Regions from separate parts of the Gossypium hirsutum genome. Here region 1 is linked to region 2. A link is a contact called in public Hi-C data. All regions are on one chromosome and are shown on one strand. Each heading gives the region's core, a stretch centred on a gene start, on an enhancer-like site or on the middle of the called end of the contact. The rest is flanking DNA. Distances are from core to core; before and after follow the strand shown. Region 1 holds the start of LOC107956486 (transcription factor MYC2). Region 2 holds the start of LOC107953004 (RNA-binding protein 24-B).

Region 1 (4,764 bases), core at 1,603-4,102, 410 kb before region 2:
CTAGGCCTGGACAAAAAAAAAAGAATTTTAGTTAAGTTTTTTATTTTGTTGTTTCTAGAGTGTTCATGCGCCGGGCTACCCGACCCGGCCCGAAGGAACGCCCGAAATGTGGGAGGGTTTAGGCAAAAATATAGGCCCAAAAAAGAGCTTGGACAAAAAAATAAGGCCGGTTTAAAAAATAAGCCGGGCCTCGGGTAAGGTATTTTTAGCCCGGGCCCGGCAAGTCCAGCCCGGCCCGAATTCACTAAAGGACAAAAAAATCTATATTTTTTTATTTTTGAATGTTATTTTTTTGTTGTTTTCTCCCTATTTTGCTACCATTTTACTATTATATTGTTACTATTTTATTGTTATTTTTTGGATATTTTATAAAACTTATTTTCTTGTTAATTTTATTATTATTTTAAAGGCATTTGTTAATTTGTTTATTATCTTAGAGGCATTTACTTGTTAAGTTGCATCTATCTTTATGTTATTTAAGTCTACATATTTTTTAAAATTTATTTTCAATTTGTTGGGAAATATTTATTTTGATGTTTTTAGTATTTTTGATGTATTATATATATTTAAAAATAATATAAAAATAATGTAAAAAATTAATACGGGCGAGCCGGGCCAGGCCCAATAAATGGGCATGATTTTTTAGTTGAGCCCGGCTCGACCCAGCCCATGAACACCTCTAGTTGTTTCTTTGACTACTTTTTAATAAAATCACAGCCCAATATTTCTCAAAAAAAAAAGATGTGTTTGTTTTTAAAATATTTAAATTATATATAATCATGTAATATTTTAATAGAAAATTTAATTATATTAACTATTTGGATATTACGAAGAAAGAGCATGGGTAAGTATCCAAAACCTTTCTTTTTTTCCTTTTTTTTGTGGAAAAAAAGACAGTCTAAAGTGAAAAACTTAAAAAATTACATTAGTGACTCAAAGTAATAACATAATCCGCCTCAATTAAACTTTTAGTTGATTGCGGTGATTCTTCAAACCAATAAATTTTTTTAGAATTAGTCGCCATACACTTGGTTATATGATCAACTATTGTATTTTGCGACCTCGAAATATGACAAACAATGACCTTCCAATTCCAACTCAATAAATGATGGATAAGACGCATTTCAGTGAAATGATAATCTACAGCTCTGCCAGCTAAAATCACTTCAACTAAGAGAGCATTATCACATTCCACTTCCAACAGTCGATAACCTTTCCTTCATGATATAAGGAGGCCTTCAAGTAAGGCTCTTACCTCAATCTTGAAAATTGAATAATTTCTTAACTTCATCGAAAAGCCACCTAACCACTTACCGTCAGCACTTCTAAACACTCCCCTGATGCCTATAAATGAGCTATTTCTCGATACAGCTCCATCCGTATTAAGTTCAACCTATCCTCTAGTCCAAAACCTTTCTTTTATATATAGTTATATAGATATAATAATATAAGTAACTAATTATTCTCTTTTTCCTTGAGAAATATTTTTACTTTTTAATATTATAAACGATAAAAAAAAAACCTGAAATATAAAAAGACACTGATATAGGAGCGCTCAATCCACAAATGTAAAGCCTTGAGCTAATATAAATATAACACGGTTTGATGATAATTACACAAATAATATTTTAAATTTGAATTTTAAAAATAATATATTAAAAGGGTTAATTATAAAGGTCAGAAAATTAATTTTTATTAAATAAGATTTCTTTTTTTTTTTTGAAAATGATATGAAAACTATGTTAATTTTACGAAATATGTGTCAGTCTATTATATATAGCTATTTTAATAACTCCTATTGTATAGTGTAATATAAAGAACGTAATAGAAAAAAAGTATAATATGGTACGGTATGATATTTCTTTAAGTATGGTTGGTTGTTGGTATATAATAATACATTAATGAGTTTTTTCAGTTTTCAATGATTGGGTTAAAAGATGTATAAATTGTGTGTGATGCCAAATAACGAGGAGCCCATACGCATCGTAGTCACTAGACCTGTCGCTATCAATACACGTGCAAGTGGTGCCAAATGTCTGCCCTTTATTCTATCTCTTCACATGTGACGTTTACGATATTTAAACATGTGCTTTTTTAATCTTTTCACTAAAATCTTTACTCTATCTCTTCCTTTAACTTTACTCACAATATTCAAATCAAATTACTATTAATTAAATTAGTTGAATTTTTTAATTATTTAACTGTTAATAAAATTAAAATATTTTTTAATTATTTTTTAAATTAATTCTTTAGATTAACGGAATTAATTAAAACTTATACATTTTATTTTATTGTTAAAATAAATATGAAACATATAAAAAAAATTTTAAGGTTTATTTAATCAGATTAACCGAATTAACCGAATTAATAATAATCTAATACATATAATATATAATATTAGTTATTAAGTTCAATTAATGCGATTAATTATTCAATTTCGAATTAAATTAACCGTTGACCGAAATTCTAAAAAAATTTTAACTGACCTCCGATTGATTAGATCGATTAATCAAATTAGATCGATTCAATCAATTAATTTAATTTTAATCAAAATTTGAACACCAAGTTAGAAACAAATCCCTCTTTCCTTTATGCTGCTAGGATGATTGAGATTAATATGCTAGTTTCTGTTATCGAAAATTCCAGGTTAATAATTCCAACTTGATAACCTAAAATCATTTCACACAGCCAAAATAAACACGAAAAAACTTAACGAGTTAACGTCACAGTCTTACTGTTAAAATGAACAAAGAAAAGTGGACAAAGCTTATAGGTGAGCATGCAGAGGATTTTAGGATCTTGTGGCCCCCACCTTATAAGTTACAAAGCTTATAAACTCCTCCTCCATCCCCCTTTTTTGTCCAATGCACCCCGTATTCTCTTTTGGTTTTTCTTTTCCTTGTAAAATTTAAGATGATTTAATGGCTTATTTGTTGTAAAGAACTTCCAAAATCTCTGCCTTTCAGATTCCCTCGTGTATTGTTTTCCTTCTTTTTGTATCGGTCAGCCATGGAAGAACTTATAATCTCTCCATCTTCATCTTCTTCACTGGTCTATATGACCCAGGAAACTTCACCTTCAACTCTCCAGCAGAGGCTCCAATTTGTGGTACAAAGCCAGCAAATTTGGTGGACATATGCTATATTTTGGCAGACATCAAACGATGAACATGGTCGTTTGTTTTTGTGCTGGGGAGATGGTTATTTTCAAGGCACCACCAAAGGTACGCCTCCAAAATTATTAAGCGCCAACATTTCGTGCCTAGAAAATGAAAGAAGAAAGGAGATGAAAGGAGCCCAAACTCTCATCGGAGATAACCATGAGGTAGATGTGTCGATGATGGACGGCACCACCGGGGTCAGTGATGCTGAATGGTTCTACGTGATGTCATTGTCTCGATCTTTCCCTGCTGGAGAAGGGATTCCAGGCATGGCTCTAAGTACTGGCTCTCTGGTTTGGTTAACCGGTGCTCATGCTTTGCAGTTTTACAACTGTGAAAGAGCTATAGAAGCACAAATGCATGGCATTGAGACGATGGTCTGTATACCAACTTCTTGCGGGGTTCTTGAATTAGGATCCGTAGAAATGATCAGTGAAAATTGGGGTTTAGTCCAACAAGTGAAATCCATTTTCGGAGCTGATCCCATTGACTTGTTACAAAAGCAATCAAGTACAGATCCAACTCTAACCCGACCTTCAATCCCCTTCCTCGACAGAAACATCTCTTTTGCAGACATGGGTATAGTTTCCGGTGTTGAAGAAGAAGAAGAAAATGTAGGTCCTGTTAATGAAACCAAGCAAGAACACCACAACCACCCAACCAAGAAATATTCCACAAAACTTGGGCAATCTTCTTCTGTGGACTCGGAGCATTCTGACACGGATCGCCCATCACTTGCCATGAGTCATTTAGAGCAGAGAACCCCACAGAAACGTGGAAGGAAACCCGGACTTGGACGAGAGACACCGTTGAACCACGTGGAAGCTGAGAGGCAACGCCGTGAGAAGCTGAACCACAGGTTCTACGCCCTCCGAGCCGTAGTCCCGAACGTGTCGCGCATGGACAAAGCATCGCTCTTATCTGACGCTGTCTCATACATCAGTGAGCTAAAAGCGAAAGTCGAAGAACTGGAATCGCAGCTTCAGAGGGAGTGTAAGAAACCTAAGGTAGAAATGGTTGATGTTACGGATAACCAAAGCACAACCACTTCCGTGGAACAGGAAGCAGCAAAGCCTGATAATTCACCATCCCCTGCAACAGCAGGGTGCGTGGGCCTTGAATTTGATATCAAGATCATGGGGAATGATGCAATGATTAGGGTTCAATCAGAGAATATGAACTATCCAGTTACTAGGTTAATGGTTGCCCTTCGTGATCTGGAGTTTCCGATCCATCATGCAAGCATGTCGTGTGTTAACGAGACCATGCTCCAGGATATCGTAGTCAACGTCCCTGATCTTGAACTCAGAAATGAACAAGGCCTCAAATCTACTCTTCTCAGGAGGCTAGACCACTAAGTTTATCTAGTAAGTGTGTGACGTGAACATCTTTTTCAATGCTTTAGTTTCTTCCTACTGTCGCTTTGTTGGTTTGCCAAATCTCACTCTCTTTATTTATTTGTGGTTTGGTTTTGTATTTTGTGTCCTGTGGTTTCCCTTTTTGGGTTTGTTTTCTGCTTTGTCTTGTATAATTAAGAGATAAAATGAGCAAATATGTTTCCAACAATTTGTAATTTGCCCTTTTTTTTTCTTTTTTTTTTTTTT
Region 2 (5,001 bases), core at 1,107-3,606:
CATGAATGAACAACAATCCCCTACTAAAATTCTTTCAGTTCCATGTCTTGTTATGCTAGGTGGTCGGGCATGAAGCATCCTTCTTTTGACTCAAATAAACTTTGTTGTATTCGTTGTTATTCAATTGTTTCCGTTTACTCTCTACCTTTGCTTCCCTTTCAAAACATCATTGATTGTATTGTGAAAGACGCTGCATCCCTCAACAGAAATTAACTTGATGTTTTCTTTTCAGTAGGTGTCCCAGAAATTTGTGAAGGACCTGACTCCGATCCCACCACCCCAGTTGTTGCTATAGTTGCAGGGGGTAGTGATTCTGTAGTCGGTGATGTTGTTTTTGCCGTCTCCGATGACGACACAGTTGTTCTTGCTGCTGTCGTAGTTGCTGTAGTCGTTGTTGCTGTTGTCACAGTTGCTGTAGTTGTAGTTGCTGCAAAATTTGTCGGCAGACTTACTGTTGAATGTTGCATTAAAGTTGTCTTGCCATAGATATTATAAACCAAGAGAGAAAGTGACTGGACTATGTAAACATTCTCCGGATATGTAAAATCCTCACCTGTGGGAGTTATTGCCGAAGGCATTGAAGACGGAAGTGATAGGATCCCCTGCTGAGGCAAATAAGGATACTGTAGCATTTGGGGATATTGGACACCAAAACCATGAGCTTGGCTATTTTGTGCATATTGAGCATAAAATGGATAAAAATTATGAAACATTCCGGGTGTCATTGATGCTCCGGCAGTGTAGTAAGGTGAGAACTGTTGACCTCCATACAAACTATAATAGTTCTGCAAAACACCATCAAATTTAGCTAATCAAAGCAATGTCAAAGAAATTGTTGTTATTTTATTTCTAATTTTCAAGCTCTGTTTATAAACACTAACCAAAGGATAATTACTGTCTTGGGAGTATCCCGTATACCTGAAAGTAACCAAGCAGGGAATGAGGATGATGAAAGGAGATAAATGAAGCAATAAAGAGTACTAAAATGCATGTTAAAATAAGAAATGCCATTGAGGCTTAACCAGTTGGGATTCATGCAGGCAATGCCATTGAATTTCATTTCTAAAATAATTGAACTCACCCATAAGCAGAGTATGGAATGGAATATTGACTATTAGGTTGTTGGATGAATGTTGATGAGGAACCATGATAAACAGGCGATGCCATCAACCCAGGTGCTGGTCTAAACCGTCCAGCTCCTGCATTTATTGACTTCATCTTAAATTAAATTGTTTCATAACTCTAGTTTTTAGATCCACTTTTCAGTTTACCAGATCGCATTGACCAATATGAAATGTTTTCCCAATATGGTAAAAAACACATCTTCAGAATGAACAAAGGAAAAAAAAAGGAGGATTTTTTGATCCTTTGAAATATCATTATCAAACAATAACTTTCCTCACCCCAAATATTGAAGTGAATATTCGCCAGGACCATTTAACATATGCATAAAGAGTTGGTATTGAGATAAGGAAATGACATTTCAACAAGAACCAATACAATTAAAAAGAAAAAGAGAGAAAGAAAACCATGTTGTGGTGGTGGACGAGTCTTCTGTGCACCCAATGAAGCAAGATTGCAGTTCGCCCTCCTTCCATCAATGGTAGGAGACGGGTTTTGACATGCTCTCATGGCTGCATCTGGATCCTTAAATGAAACCTGGAAATGGAAAATAAGGATAATCACCTTCTAATTGTCATATGGAATGAATGATATGTATATATACATATTAAGGAAAGGGATGAATAAGCTTACAAAGCCATAGCCCTTGGATCTCCCAGTATTTTTATCTGTAATAACAACAGCTTCAATAATCTCTCCAAATTGCTCAAAATAACGCTTCATGGTATCTCTTTGAGTTTCCCAAGCCAATCCACCAACAAAGATTTTCGTAAAAGTTGTGTCATTGTACTGCCCTGCTCCTGGATTGTTGCTACCACCCACCATCTGAAATTGCCTTTGTTGAGACATGTAAAAAAACACAGAATAATCTCCCAAATAAAAAAGAGAAACAGAGATGAAAGAAAATGGCTAAGAATCCCACAAAAAAAAAAAAACAAAACAAACAACTACCCCAGAAGCCAAATATAGAGTGGTTAAAAAATGGAGAATTCTTTTTTTCAAAAAAAAAAAGTGAACTTTGATATTGGAGAGTCGTTTCTATGGAAGATCACATCAGTGATTAATCAAACCCAAAAGCCTTTTTTTAAAAAAAAAAAATCCCTTTGGCCTTCTTCAAGCACTCGTGCAATCGTGTATCATGTTTTTTTGTTTTCTCGGTGTTGTTTTTTCTTTCTTTTTTGTTGTTGTTGTTCGTTGTTTTAGCTGTTGTTTTTTTTCCTAATGTTATATAACTGCCACTTTTTTTACAGCCACGATAATTTTATTTTATTGTTTGGTTAAATGGGCCTCCGAAAACATAGGAGCCCAATTTACAGTTTCTTTTTTTCCCTTTAAAACCCTTTTCCTCAAAGTCATAGAGAAAACCCTAACAACATATTGATCTCAGAGCGGCGCTGCACAGCTTGCCGATAACCCATCACTCCTATATTCATCTTTCAGGTAAATTCGTTGATTTTTTTCCATTTCTTTTCTTGTTTGTTTCTTGGGAAATTTGAATTTCCTTTCTGTTCTTTTTTCGGTATTGATGTAAATCTTTACGTTGATTGTGTTTTAATTGCTTTATTTATTTATTTATTTGGTTTAATTCTAATAGCATAAACGATGTCTTCGGTTGGCGAAGCTGCTTGCTCTTATGCTGCTTTGATTCTCTATGATGATGGCATCCCCATCACCGTATCCTTTATGCAAATAATTTAGGGTTGTATGATTTATTATTTAATTTTTTTAATTCTTTGATAGGATTATTGGAAAATAGGAATTTGATTATTGTTGTTGAGAGATTCCCAATTTGTATGGGAACATAGGTATTTTTTTTTTTTGGGGGGGGGTTCTTTAACTGTCATTAATAGGCTGAGAAGATTGCCGCGCTAGTTAAAGCTGCCAATGTCTCTGTTGAGTCTTATTGGCCAAGCTTGTTTGCTAAGCTTTTTGAGAAGTGCGACATTGAGAATCTCATAACCAATGTTGGTGCTGCTGCTGGTGGTGCTCCGGTCGCTGCAGCTGCACCTGTTGCAGCTGCTGGTGGAGGCGGTGCTGCTGCTCCTGCTCCTGCAGAGGAAAAGAAGAAGGTGGAATTAAAAATTACGAATAAATAAGTGGATGTGATATCCTTGTCTCTATTATTTCCTTGCACCATTTATACTGATATGTGATTCTTTGGCTATTTGCAGGAGGAACCAGAGGAAGAGAGTGATGATGATATGGGATTCAGTTTGTTTGATTAGGAACTCCTTTTAGTGTGTGATTCAGCCGACTACGGGTTTAGCGTATTAAGTATGACACTAACTCTTTTGAGTTTTATTGATTTTGGTATTTTTCTCTTAATTAGAAGTGTTAATTTAAATGAAGTGACACTGATGAATGCTTCCTTTTTGAATTATAAGTTTGAATTTTCTTATTTATACAAGTATATTTGACCTTTTTTTTTTTGTTTCATTCTTCATTGAGTGTTGAATGGTATTTGCTTTATTCTTTTGCAATGCATGTTTTTGTGTTGGTTTTGATTGTTGGTTCATTATGCTTATAGATGACATCTCTTGATTTGATCCAACTGAAATTATCAGTTGTTGGGAATAGCTATTTGATACGAAGAAATAAACTGTAGTGAATTTCTATATTATCTATTGTAGAGTGGAAAAGTAGGACGAGAAGAAAAAGAGTAGTAAAATGGAAGGGCAGAAAGAAAGAACCGAAAAGCTGAAAGACAATATTTTTCAAATTTTGTTTTCTTTTAATCATATGTTCATTTTGTATTTTTCTACTTTTTCAACTTTCCATCTTTACGATTTTCTTCACCAATATTTCATTCTGATTCTTTCTGGATATTCCTTTAAAAAATACATAAATTTGCTGGATATTACACGCAAAATCTTTTGATTTTAAGTGCTAATCAGAATGATTAGTTATGCAGATCATGGAACCTCTCCAGCAGTTGGATCAAAATCATTTTGGATCCAGCTTTACCCTATACCCGAAACTCGTTTATAGTATAAAAGTGACTTTTAATTGCCAATCACACCATTGATTTAGTACTAGATTGATAGGCATGAAGTTCATGTTTAGACGTTTATGTATATAAATTCCTTCAAACATTTCCATTATAGTTTAATTGGGTCGTTGCATTATGAGGTCACCACCGATGCGGGTTCATTTTGCAAAGACCACACAAAACAGACACCTGAAACAAGTAGAAGCGAAGCGTATTTATCCTGGTCCTTCCTGTAACATGGCCAATTGGGCATCAATTCTCGCAATCTACCTGAATATATGGAGCGTCAGACATCTGTAATATGTTTCAATCATGTAACCATGGAAATGAAGCTAAAAGGGAACACAAGGAAAGCACCGAACCAATGCGTTATAGAACATGAAGATTGAACGGAGATATGACCAGAAATATCTTGCATATCAAGTGTTAAGTTGGCCAATATAGAAAGTGAGGAGAATTATTGGTACCAAGTTACTATATCTCTGTTTCCAACTTGCAAGTAATCGCTGATCAGAACGCTGAAGTCATGAACCCTCTGCCAAGCTGCAGTGAAGGTTGCGATAAAATTAGATACACCGGATACAAAAACAACTAAAACGGATAATATAGATGTCACATATATACATATAAAATTGAAAGTGGTCAAATACGGTCAAGATTAATTGGACTTCAATTATTAAATAAATAAAATTATATATATTAAGGTTATCGGCTAATAAACATACAATTGTCTATATGTTTCTATTCAAGCTTTGCTGAAATCAACAGAGTAAGCTCGCAGTTGAGGGGAAAAAGAAAAAAAGTAAGTTATATAGCTTTTATACTTCAAGAATGGTCCAACTCTGAATCTGTTGGTTCCAAGGAAGGCGTCAGAGTTCCTATTATATGTA

The links. A called contact is a pair of places that touch in the nucleus more often than the background predicts.
Region 1: a Hi-C map of leaf shows a contact between it and region 2, with 2.7 times the contacts expected there. The contact joins the promoter of LOC107956486 here to the promoter of LOC107953004 in region 2. A contact is called at or near these places in 3 of 34 Hi-C or Micro-C datasets (callus and leaf).

What each region holds. Positions count from the first base shown.
Region 1 is chrA07:29,551,498-29,556,261 of Gossypium_hirsutum_v2.1, reverse strand. LOC107956486 (transcription factor MYC2) reads left to right here and starts at 2,852. Exons shown (of 1, transcript XM_016892137.2): 1 at 2,852-4,764. The coding sequence starts at 3,010. The coding sequence ends at 4,518.
Region 2 is chrA07:29,135,808-29,140,808 of Gossypium_hirsutum_v2.1, reverse strand. It overlaps LOC107953004 (RNA-binding protein 24-B), which reads right to left and starts at 2,356. Exons shown (of 6, transcript XM_016888229.2): 1 at 1,756-2,356; 2 at 1,530-1,659; 3 at 1,082-1,199; 4 at 882-918; 5 at 554-785; 6 at 1-427. The coding sequence starts at 1,971. The coding sequence ends at 210. It overlaps LOC107953005 (60S acidic ribosomal protein P1), which reads left to right and starts at 2,421. Exons shown (of 4, transcript XM_016888231.2): 1 at 2,421-2,562; 2 at 2,717-2,796; 3 at 2,973-3,191; 4 at 3,294-3,520. The coding sequence starts at 2,725. The coding sequence ends at 3,347.